3 separate regions of the Mus musculus genome follow, and all the other regions are linked to region 1. Evidence: chromatin contacts called from public Micro-C data. All regions are on one chromosome and are shown on one strand. Each heading gives the region's core, a stretch centred on a gene start, on an enhancer-like site or on the middle of the called end of the contact. The rest is flanking DNA. Distances are from core to core; before and after follow the strand shown. Region 1 holds the start of Dleu2 (deleted in lymphocytic leukemia, 2). Region 2 holds the start of Mir124a-1hg (Mir124-1 host gene (non-protein coding)). Region 3 holds the start of Sox7 (SRY (sex determining region Y)-box 7).

Region 1 (3,302 bases), core at 543-3,042:
TGCCAGCATTTAGTTTCCCCTTTTATCATTCTAATATGGGCATTCTATGTTGCAGGTGTCTAGGAGAGTCAGTAACCTACACCGAAAAGCCAGTTAATGGTCATGACAGTCCCCAAATTCTCCATTTACTCCGGGAAATGTTCCACTTTCACTGTTCTAAGTCTTCTCCTTACAACACAGATTCTAAGAACCAAGTATTTTTCTTTCCTAAGACTTTAAATTGTTGCTTCTTAGTAGAGATCTTTGCTATAATAGGGCGGACCGATCCTATCGAAGCGTATTTCCCCGCTCTTAACTCATCTACCTATAAATAGCGCCGCTCACCGAGCTGAGTCACCAAAACCCAGAGTTTACTCAAAATAGCTCTTAAGGACTGCTGGAATTGAGTCGCTCCAGTGGTGACAGATTGACCACACACCCATCAAGCTGGGCCACGGACCAGAGCCATAGAACTGGCTCCTAACCACCAGGCGCCCAGAGGGCTAGTCAGGCGAGTAAGACCCTAGTCGCTGGGATCTCGAAGTCTGGACTCAGGAACCAGCTAGTGGCCAGACTCCGCCTTGACGGAACAGAGTCCTCCCCGCCCTTTTGGAGCTGGGAGCCGCGGGGGGCCCGGCACCCGGCACCGCCCTCGCCCACTGCTCACACAATGGGGCGCGTCGAGGGGCGGCCCGGCTTGAGCTTCAGACCTAGCCCTCATTGCCTAACTCCCGGTTGTTGCCAAAGCACCTGATGACCTCAGACTATTGCCCACCCTCAGGAGGGTGCAGAAGCTTGGGAGCAGCAGCCCTGGGGGGGGTGGGGGGGGGGAGAAAACGGAAGTGCCACCCCCTGCAGGCAGGGTGGTGACGTCACCCTACCGCCAGCCTGTAGCGGGGGTGGTTGCCCATCACGTGATCCACGCCCCTCAGAATCCCGCGCGCGCGCTCCCTCCCCCCCCTTTTCAACTAGACTCCCACCTCTCCCGCCTCCTCTCCCCAACTTTCGCCCTCCCTGCTCCCTCACCGCTGTCAACAGCGCCAGCTCCGCCCTCCCCAACGGCGAAGCAGCGGGCTCCTGAGTTCAGGTCCTTGCTCCCTGAGCGCAGGGTGCCCCCCTCCCACCCTGTCCCCAAATTTAGGCGCTCAGGGTGCGTGGGCCTCGGGGGTGCAGTGGCGGCGGCGACAATTCTCCACTCATTCCTCCCACCGTGGACCAGGCGGACTCTGCAGGTCTGCGTTCAAAGGGGACCGAGAGACGCGCACGGCCTCCGGGGAGCCCCCTCCTCTCACCCTGCGGCCCGCCTGCTCTGCCAGCTCCGTCTCCCGTGGGGGCCACGCGCAGATCTCCTCCTGGAGCCCCTCACTCTCTTCGCTCCGTGCACGCCGGGGTTACAGCTTTGCTTTTTTTTTTTTTTTTTCCTTCTGTCGCTGCTGCTCCTCGTTCTATTTCCTTACCGCCCCCCGCCCCCGCCCCGGTTCCCTTCTAAAAGTGGAGGCTGGAGGAGGGAGAAAAGCAGCCTAGAGTCGAAAGGGGCGGTGCGCACTGACCTGTCAGCGACGGAGGAAGACCCCCGGTCTGGGCGAGCTCTCCAGCCAGTGGGGGCACTGGAGCGCAGGGCTCGAGCGGAGCGGCGGCTGCGCTCGACCAGGTGTCCCCTAGGCCGGTCTGCGCCGCCCCCTCCCTCGGCGCCGCGCTCTCCGCCCCAACATCGGGGACCAGGGAACCCCCCAGCTCGATTTTTTGTGCAGTTTCAGCAAAGCTCCGAGGAAGTTGGTCCTTTTGTTCCACTATTTATAGATTGCGTCAACATTGCGAAAAGAAGAAGGCGGAGCGGTGGCCCCTCCCCCGCCCCTCGGCCCGCTCCCAGGAGAGAAAAGCCCCAGCACACGACCTAAGTACACAGCGCGCCAGCCGCCCGCCCCCGGGCCTCCTGCTCGCCACTTCCCCCTCCCCCCGCCCGGGCCCGAGCGCTGCCAACCCCGTCACGTGCCCTCTCGGGAAAACCAGCTCCCCGGGGCTGTGCGCCGCCCGCCTGGTTCCGTGGCAGCGGCCTCCGCCCTGCGGCGCTCCCCTGCTCCTGGCTGGGGTCGCCGGCCCGGGTGGTGTGCACGACCTGGGGACCCGCACTCTGACCACTCGACGGGGGGTGGGGGGGGGGAATTTCTCCCGGACCCGAGCCTTGCGCGCGGAGTGGCCCCGAGCGTGCCGTTCGCTCGCTCGCTCGGGCGTCTCTACCTCCCTCCGTCTCTGGGAGCGCCACCGCCCTACTTGCAGAGAGCGCGCGCGTTTGGGCCTCGCTTTGGAGCCCACGGCCTGGACAAGTCCCTGTGCCCCCTACGTGCGGCGGCTCCCGCAGGCGTCCGCTTGCTAGGCCTCGCTCCCCCGGCCAACGGGCGTGAGGGGTGCGGGGGTGGCTCGCAGCAGCTCCCAGGCAAAAGCGCTGGGCGCGGGAAGCGCGGGGCGGACGCTCTGGATCCGCAGGTGCAGCTAGCTTCACGCTAGCTTCCTTCTCGCTTTCCCAGCTGCTTAAAGCCCCAGGCATTTGCGCATCCGACTCCTTGACAAGGGAACGCGGTTCTTGAGGACTTACTCTTTGGTTACAGGAGTGATTGGGGCAAACCATTACAAGTTGCCTTTAAACCCCGAGGACGAAGTGATAGGCCCCTCCAAACCCCGAAGTGAAACTGAGCGCCCTGCTGGCCTAAAGCCTAGGCGGAGGGCTCAGTGTAAACAAAAAGTGCGATAAACACCAAAGGAAGGCCTTACAATTAAGGCAAACTAAGTGGTTAGTCTAAGCGTGATTAACTTCTGTAGCTTCTAGTCCCTTTCCTAAGTAATTGATTTCAGAACGCAGTTTTACTTTTCAGGATCAGAACATAATAAGTTAGCTACCAGATCACTGATTCAGGAAAACAGGCTGAGCTCGGATGAGAACAGGAAACGCATCGGACTTTCCCAGCAACTGGAGAGGGGTAAACAGTCTAGAAGAACTCCCCCCATCCCACTCCCCCGCCCCAAGTTCGGACCACCACCACGCCTCAGCACGGGCACCTACCTACTGTGAGGGGCTTGGAAGTTAGGTATAAGGGTGGGTCCAAACCTGGTAGAGCTTTTCCAAGAGTCAGATGGGGGAGGAAATAGATTTGCCTAGAGTTGAGAAACCTTTCCAGATTTAGGCCCGCTTGCTTTCGCTCTCTCTATTTCTATTTCTTTTCTTTCTTTCTTTCTTTTTTTTAAAGGAGAAACTTTAGATTCTAAAGCTTAGAACGTGCCTTCCAAGTTTGCTATGTGTGTGCTTGCTAAAAGAAGGAAGTGAGACA
Region 2 (3,302 bases), core at 411-2,910, 2.9 Mb after region 1:
TATTTCCTAAGCTTCTAGCCACACAGTGTTGAAGCAAAAAACAGCACATGGGGGAGGTTTTGTTACAGCCGTTCTTCTGTTGGGGTCCTTACCTAACAATTGACAGAAACAGAAATGGCCTTCCATCCAGGGGGCATCCCCGGAGGTCCATCAGGGCTAGGTGGGCGCCGCGGCCACCACCCTCTGCACTGGCCATTGACAGCCACAACATTTAAGACTGCTTTTAGCTTTCCGAGTTTGTTCTCCCCTGTCTAGATGTCTTGAATTCAACATAGCCCAAGAAACAGTTCAGTTTTTTTTGTTTGTTTGTTTATTTGTTTCTTTTAAGTCATCAAAGAAAAGCAGGCGTAGGGAAAGCAGATGGGCCTGCGTGAGCAGGTCGGGGCTGCCTCGCGGCTGCCGCAATAGCCCTTTGGGAAGACAGATTTCTCATCGCAGGCGCGGGGGCTCGAGTGGGGGAAGGTCTTTTTGGTTCGCTCTTATGGGGGACATTCATTCTTGGTCCTTCTTTAAGCCACAGCTAACTCTGCTCTTGGAAAAGAAAAACAGTTACACAGCCACACAAGTACAACAAAAGGCGCCTCCCCGAAGTGGCTCTCCACGTCCGCAGGACGGGTGGCTGGACGTGTAGACGCACTTTTGTGCCTCTGTAATCTCGGACGTCCATCTGGCCCCGGCGGGCGAGGGCGGGCGGGAGGGCGCGGGCAGGGGAGGAGCGCGCGCACGCAACTAGAGGCGCGAGCACGCGCGCCCGCTCTCCTTCACTTTCACCTTGACTGCGGGGGGGGGGGCGTTGGTGGGGGCGACAAGAGACTATGGTCCTCCATCCCCCCACCTTCCGCCATTCGTCTTCCCACCCCCAGCACTGTCCTGCCCAGACGCCAGCCTAGGGAGGGGTGAGGAGGAGGCTGCACTGGCGCTCGGGTCGCCGCACCGCCCCGCAGCCTCGCGCTCTCCGCAGTGACAGCAACCACAACCGCAGCAGCACCCAGCTCCATCCTCACCAGCCTGGCTGAGCTACAGCCCGGCAATTCGGGCTGAGGACGACAAGCAGAAGGTGTGCAAGTGCCCCCGAGCTCCCCACTCCATTGACCGAAGCTCAAGAAACCGGGAGTGGGCTAGCGGCGGTATTGCACGGAGGGGACTGAGAAAAAGAGGACTGGAGACCATGAAGCTATTCAGGCAGGGGTAGGATTGAGCCCCCCGAGTCCACCCAGAGGACTTTGGCAGGGTCTGGGGCGGCCAGGGTGGCTTCAAGGGATCGGAGGGCTCTGACCACTGCAGATGCGGCGCGTGTGGGTGCGGTGAAAGCACCCACTTCTCCCAGGATCTAAACGGATAAACGGAAGCGAGTGTAAGTGTGGGGGTGCGAATCGCCACCTCCGGCCTTGGCTTTCCCGTTCGTGAGAGCACCCCCACTTCTCACTTTCCCCAAATCCGCATTTTTCTTGGCACAACCCTCCCGAACACCGAGCGAGGAGAGGGAGGTGCCCGGGGGCAGTGAGAGTGACGTGTGCTGGTGCAGAGGGGGGGGGGGGGGGCTGCGGGCCGGGCTCTGTGGACCTACTCCTAATCCTCTTGTTTTCGGAACTGTCAGCAGATGTGGCTTCTCTTAGCTGAATAATCCGTTAAAGGAATAATAATTTTTAAAAAGGACCTCGGCCTCACCCAACGAGGACAGTGAAGGAGATCAGCTCTTGGTAAGACTAAAAGAAAAGGCACTAAATTCTCTGCGTCCCTCTCTCTGTCTTCCTCTCAATCCCCTCACCCCCTCCCCCTCTCTTCTCTCCTCACCCCCCCCCCTTTCTCCCCCATCCCCTGCAATCCGCACTCGACGCGAGTTCACGCGCAGGGCTGGATTTCCAAGCTGCACTGCAACTTCTCAGCGCGTTATTATTATTCATCTGAGGGTGCAGCCTCTGCAACCTTCGCCTCCTGCGCTAGCATCCTTCCCCCTCGACCGCGGCCACCAGCAGAGCGGTTTCTTCTGCACGCGTGCTCTGGTTCACCAGAGGAGGATTCTGGCTTTTTGCTTTTTTGTTTTGGTGGTTTGGTTCGGTTTGGGGTTTTTTTTTTTTTTTTTTTTTTTTTTTTTTTGGTTTTGTGTCTTAATTCTTTCAGGGTCATCGCCAGGATGCTTTTCCTCCGGCCAGGTGGAGCCAGCATCAGCGCCTGCCAGCAGCAATTCCCTTCAATAGCCGAGGAAGCACTTGGGGCTTGGCCAGGGAGGCCGCTCCTTGCTTGCGGGGCTGACTTTAGCCTCCACTACTCTCCCGCATCCATCTGCGTGTATATTATCCCCATCCCTTTTTATTCCAATAGATCCGCCTTTGGTTTGGACTGGCTGAAACGCGGCGGACTGCAACCAGGATCCTTTAAAGGAGAACAAAAAGATGAGGATATTGTGCGGGGGTTCCGGGACAAAGCGTCTTGGGACGCGCGGAACTCTGGCTCCCCGATTGGAGAGATCAACGCTGCCCAACAGTACCCGGCCGGACCTGCGGACCTCTGAGGTTATTCGGACTCAATTTTATTGATTTTTGTGGCATGCTTTAAAAGGGTCAGTGTTAGGTAAAGACTGTGTCCCCCAACCCTGTGGGGTGGGTGGGAAGCTGAACGGAACCGATCCAGTTAGATTTAACTTGTCCTCTATGCCCTCTACCTGGCTTTTTTGAGCCATTGGGAAGGAGAATGGGGAAGGCTTAGAAAAGAGAAAGGGGGGGGGGGGACGACTGCCTGAAAGGATAAGGCACTAGTAGGGAGTGGGATGGACCAGGTGAGGGAGGTCTGTGGGTTAGGAAGCACCTTCCTCACTCTGGTGCACTGGGTGGGTTTGTTCAGGGAATGGCAACGTGGGTGTCTGTTGAAAGCAGTCTTGTGAAATTGACATGTACATGCATAAGGTGACTGGACTTGTGTGTAAACAGAGTGATGGAGAGCAGAGAGGGAGGGGTCTTAAAATAATATTTTATTGTCCCTATGGATTTGGGGATCTCTCCCCCACCCCACCCAGCTACATTCTATAGGGGTGACCTTTTAAAATCTACACCCACCCTTTACCTCTGTAAAACCGGTTGACGGGTGGGGTGGGGGAACATGTAGGGGTGCGCGCTCTCTCTCTCTCTCTTTTCCCCCTCCCCCCTCCCAGTCTCCCTCCTCCCTCTGTCTCCCCCTCCCTCTCCCTTCACTCCTCCCTCTCTCGCTCTCCCTTCGCTCCCCCTCCTTCTCTGTCCCTCCCTGCTGCATTTTGCATGAGCTATCTAGGTCATTAGCATTTTAGCGTATGCAAGACTTGACAAGGC
Region 3 (3,302 bases), core at 293-2,792, 2.3 Mb after region 1:
GGGGTGGGGGGTGGGGCAGCGATCACCGGCTTTAAGGGACACCGGCCTTAGAGCCCTGTTGCTGGACCCTGACCCGAGTCTATTTTATGCCGAAAGCACATGCCCTGATGAATTTTATCTAGGGTCCTTGAGGGTAAAATTAGGTCTTAAAGTCGGAGAAGTTGCAGTTCTCCGGACATTTACAGCGTCTCAGCACTGGCCGCCTTGCACGTTGTAAGCAAATTCAGTCACCTCACAGGGACTTTGAGACTAGAGAGGCATCTCCATCAAAGATTACACAGCCAGAGCTCACTGTATTTACCTCATCACCGCCTGTGAGATCAGCCTTATCGCCGGGTTTTAGGATTAGGAAAGGTCTTGGGAGATACCGGACTTGCTGTCACGCATTCAGTAACTCAAGACAGAGTCTCACACCCAACACCACTGTCTTCCGCTCAGACTCTGCCTCTTTCGAAGGTCGCCTCTGTGGAGCCTCCACATGGGGTGGCGCGCCATAAATGTTTGTGGGTCTAATTCCAGGAACTAGGCCCCCCGCCCCTGCGGTGTTTCTACAGTGGGGTGTGTCTAAAGCATGTTGGCTCGTTATTTCACTCATTCGTTCATTCACTCATTCGGCAGTTCTTGAATGCCTACTGTGTGTAGGCGCTGATGTAACCGCCAAAGCAGCCGCGGCGTGCGTTAGGGTCTCAAGTTCCCGGTCCACAGCTCATTCAGGATACGGGGAAACCGAGAAGGCTCCACTGTAAGGAAGTAGTTGGGACACATAGGAGCGGAAAAGCGGCTCCTCTAGAGTCGGAAGAAGCACCAGAAATGGATTCCGCAAAAGGGCTACTAGCAAGGAAGATGCAGACTCAGACTGCCGGGGTCAGCGGCAGGCAGAGTGGGATGGGGGCAAAGACAAGAAGAGGAAAATCGGATAGCAGAAAACCCGACCCCTCTAGAGATCCACAGTGCCAGTTTAGGGAAGTCAGTGCGCCGAGTCCCTAGTCCGGTGGATCCCACATCCACCTAAGACCCTTGGTGGCTGCCCACGTTTACTGGGGCGAGATGACCCAAGCCATGGGTGTGATCTGTTCACAACAGCATACTTGGCCGATCTAGGGATATTGATAGTGTCTCTCCTCCTCGAGTATCCTGGTGTAAGCTGTTTGAGTTCGGTTTTCCTTTGCGGGAGTTTTGGTGGAGTCTGGTCCCAGCGCGGAGGGCAGCCCAACAACGGAACAGGGGCTGGACCTGACTCCTGCGCCAAGCAGTGGTGACTTCGAGCCGTGGGCGCGCTCCTCCTGGCCCTGCAGCACCTGCACCGGAGCGGGATCGGGGCAGGCTCGGGAGGCGGAGGGGCGGACAGGGGCGGGCACCGGGGCAGGCTCGGCCCCTCCCTCCCCCTGCCGGCAGGTCGCAGCGGGGACGCCGCGGCGGGGCAGCCGGGAGGGGCCGCGCCGCCCCAGAGAGTCATTGGCGGACCCGGTGGCCCGAAGCTGATAAATAAGGGCCAAGCCCGAGGCTGCTGGCCAAGTTGGACGTCGCGACCTGAGCGAGGGCCAGGTCAGCGCCGGCCCCACGAGGCGAAGCCAAGTGACCCGCGTTCGGCCATGGCCTCGCTGCTGGGCGCCTATCCGTGGACCGAGGGACTGGAGTGTCCCGCCCTGGAAGCCGAGCTGTCGGATGGGCTGTCGCCGCCCGCCGTCCCCCGACCTTCAGGGGACAAGAGTTCGGAAAGCCGGATCCGGCGGCCCATGAATGCCTTCATGGTGTGGGCCAAGGATGAGAGGAAACGTCTGGCAGTGCAGAACCCGGACCTGCACAACGCGGAGCTCAGCAAGATGCTGGGTAAGTGCGCGGGGCACGAAGCTGTTGCGAGGATGGCGCGGGTGACAACGCTGTTCGGAAAGGTGGGGAGTGGGGGTGGGATTTGAACACAGACACCACCAGGGCCTGAGCGGGCCACGGTGAAACCGGTGAAACCAGTGAAACTTTAGGAACAGCACGGGGCTCCGGACTGGTCCCTACTCTGGGTCGCGGAGCTGAGACTCCGGTCTCAGGAGCAGGAGCGACCCGCGGCCTGTCCCGGGGACTGGAACTAGGGCTTAAGGACTCAGAGGGGCAGATACGTTTAGTCTGGGTGGAATCGGCGGAACCGGCGTTTGCTGGAAGACTGAGGAGACTCCACTCCTCACGTTGTAGACTGGGAAAATCAGAAAGAGATATTGTCACAGAGAAAAAGATAACGAACGTACGTCAGTTGAGGCCTCACTGAGAAACGTCTCTATTTTTAACTATTTAACAGAAAGAAAAAGAAAATCAGCAACAAAAGATGTCCACCCGAATAGGCTGGGTTCGCTCATCTATTTATCGAAGAAGTGTAAATAACTTGAAAAGAAATTTTGAGCAGCCAGAGAGGGTCTTTGAATCCCATCGCTTCTTGCTTATAGCTATGGTGCTGTCCGCAGATAATCCTGACTGGAACCAGACAGGCCAGAGAATTGGGGATGAAAATGCTAAAACGGTTCCAAGGAACCCGTTCTTGTTGGATTTTCTATTCTCTCCAGTACTCAGAGCAGGGGTGGGTGGGTTAATATATGCATTACACACACACACACACACACACACACACACACACACACACACACTTATACACACACGTATTAATTAAATGTGTTTGTGTTAGTGAGTGTATGCGTGCACACTCGTGCCACCATGAGTGTGTGGGGGGCAGTCAGAAGACATCTGGGAGGTGGGGAGTAAGTTCTTTCTTGCCATCATGTGGGTTCTAGGAATTAGACATTCACATCTTCAGGCTTCGTGGCAAAAAATGCCTTAACCCACTGAATTAGTCTCAAAGCCAAAAAACTTTCAACCTTACCTTACTTCAAATCTCTTTACCCTTCAACGTGGTTCTTATTTATTTTAACCAGTAAGATCCCTTCAAAATATTTTGTTTGCAGAGGGCACCAAGGCCTGCCAGGAGAGGCATACAGGCCACTGGACCCCACCCCGCTGGGATGGAAGCCCTTCCCTTTTCCGTAGGAGCCTGGGCTCTTTCCTCTTTCAGAGTCACAGATCGAGGGCTGGCTTTCTGCTGGTAATAGGCCTGAGCCTAGAGAGATGGCCCAGCTCTCTGGCTGTCTGGAGGCTCCAAAAAGCACTTGGTGAGAGTTGTGGGGTTCCAAACACCTCTTATCCAAATCTTTGGCCAACTCCACCCAGTGTGTATTGGTGATCATTGCCGTTGGGCCTCCTTCCTCCGAACAAAATAATAAGCCTGTACATTCCCCATTCTATTAGCATAACAAGAAATAGAC

The links. A called contact is a pair of places that touch in the nucleus more often than the background predicts.
Region 2: a contact with region 1 is called in a Micro-C map of embryonic stem cells, with 9 times the contacts expected there. The contact joins the promoter of Mir124a-1hg here to the promoter of Dleu2 in region 1. A contact is called at or near these places in 6 of 484 Hi-C or Micro-C datasets (differentiating embryonic stem cells, embryonic stem cells and stem cell-derived epiblast-like cells) and 1 of 115 datasets of contacts at active chromatin or transcription factors (embryonic stem cells).
Region 3: a Micro-C map of embryonic stem cells shows a contact between it and region 1, with 6 times the contacts expected there. The contact joins the promoter of Sox7 here to the promoter of Dleu2 in region 1. A contact is called at or near these places in 2 of 39 promoter capture datasets (cranial neural crest and liver) and 2 of 484 Hi-C or Micro-C datasets (both in embryonic stem cells).

Annotation. Positions count from the first base shown.
Region 1 is chr14:61,680,581-61,683,882 of GRCm38.p6, forward strand. It overlaps Dleu2 (deleted in lymphocytic leukemia, 2), which reads right to left and starts at 1,793. Exons shown (of 7, transcript NR_028264.1): 1 at 1,530-1,793.
Region 2 is chr14:64,586,455-64,589,756 of GRCm38.p6, forward strand. It overlaps Mir124a-1hg (Mir124-1 host gene (non-protein coding)), which reads left to right and starts at 1,661. Exons shown (of 4, transcript NR_040709.1): 1 at 1,661-1,700; 2 at 2,323-2,513.
Region 3 is chr14:63,942,164-63,945,465 of GRCm38.p6, forward strand. Sox7 (SRY (sex determining region Y)-box 7) reads left to right here and starts at 1,543. Exons shown (of 2, transcript NM_011446.1): 1 at 1,543-1,830. The coding sequence starts at 1,593.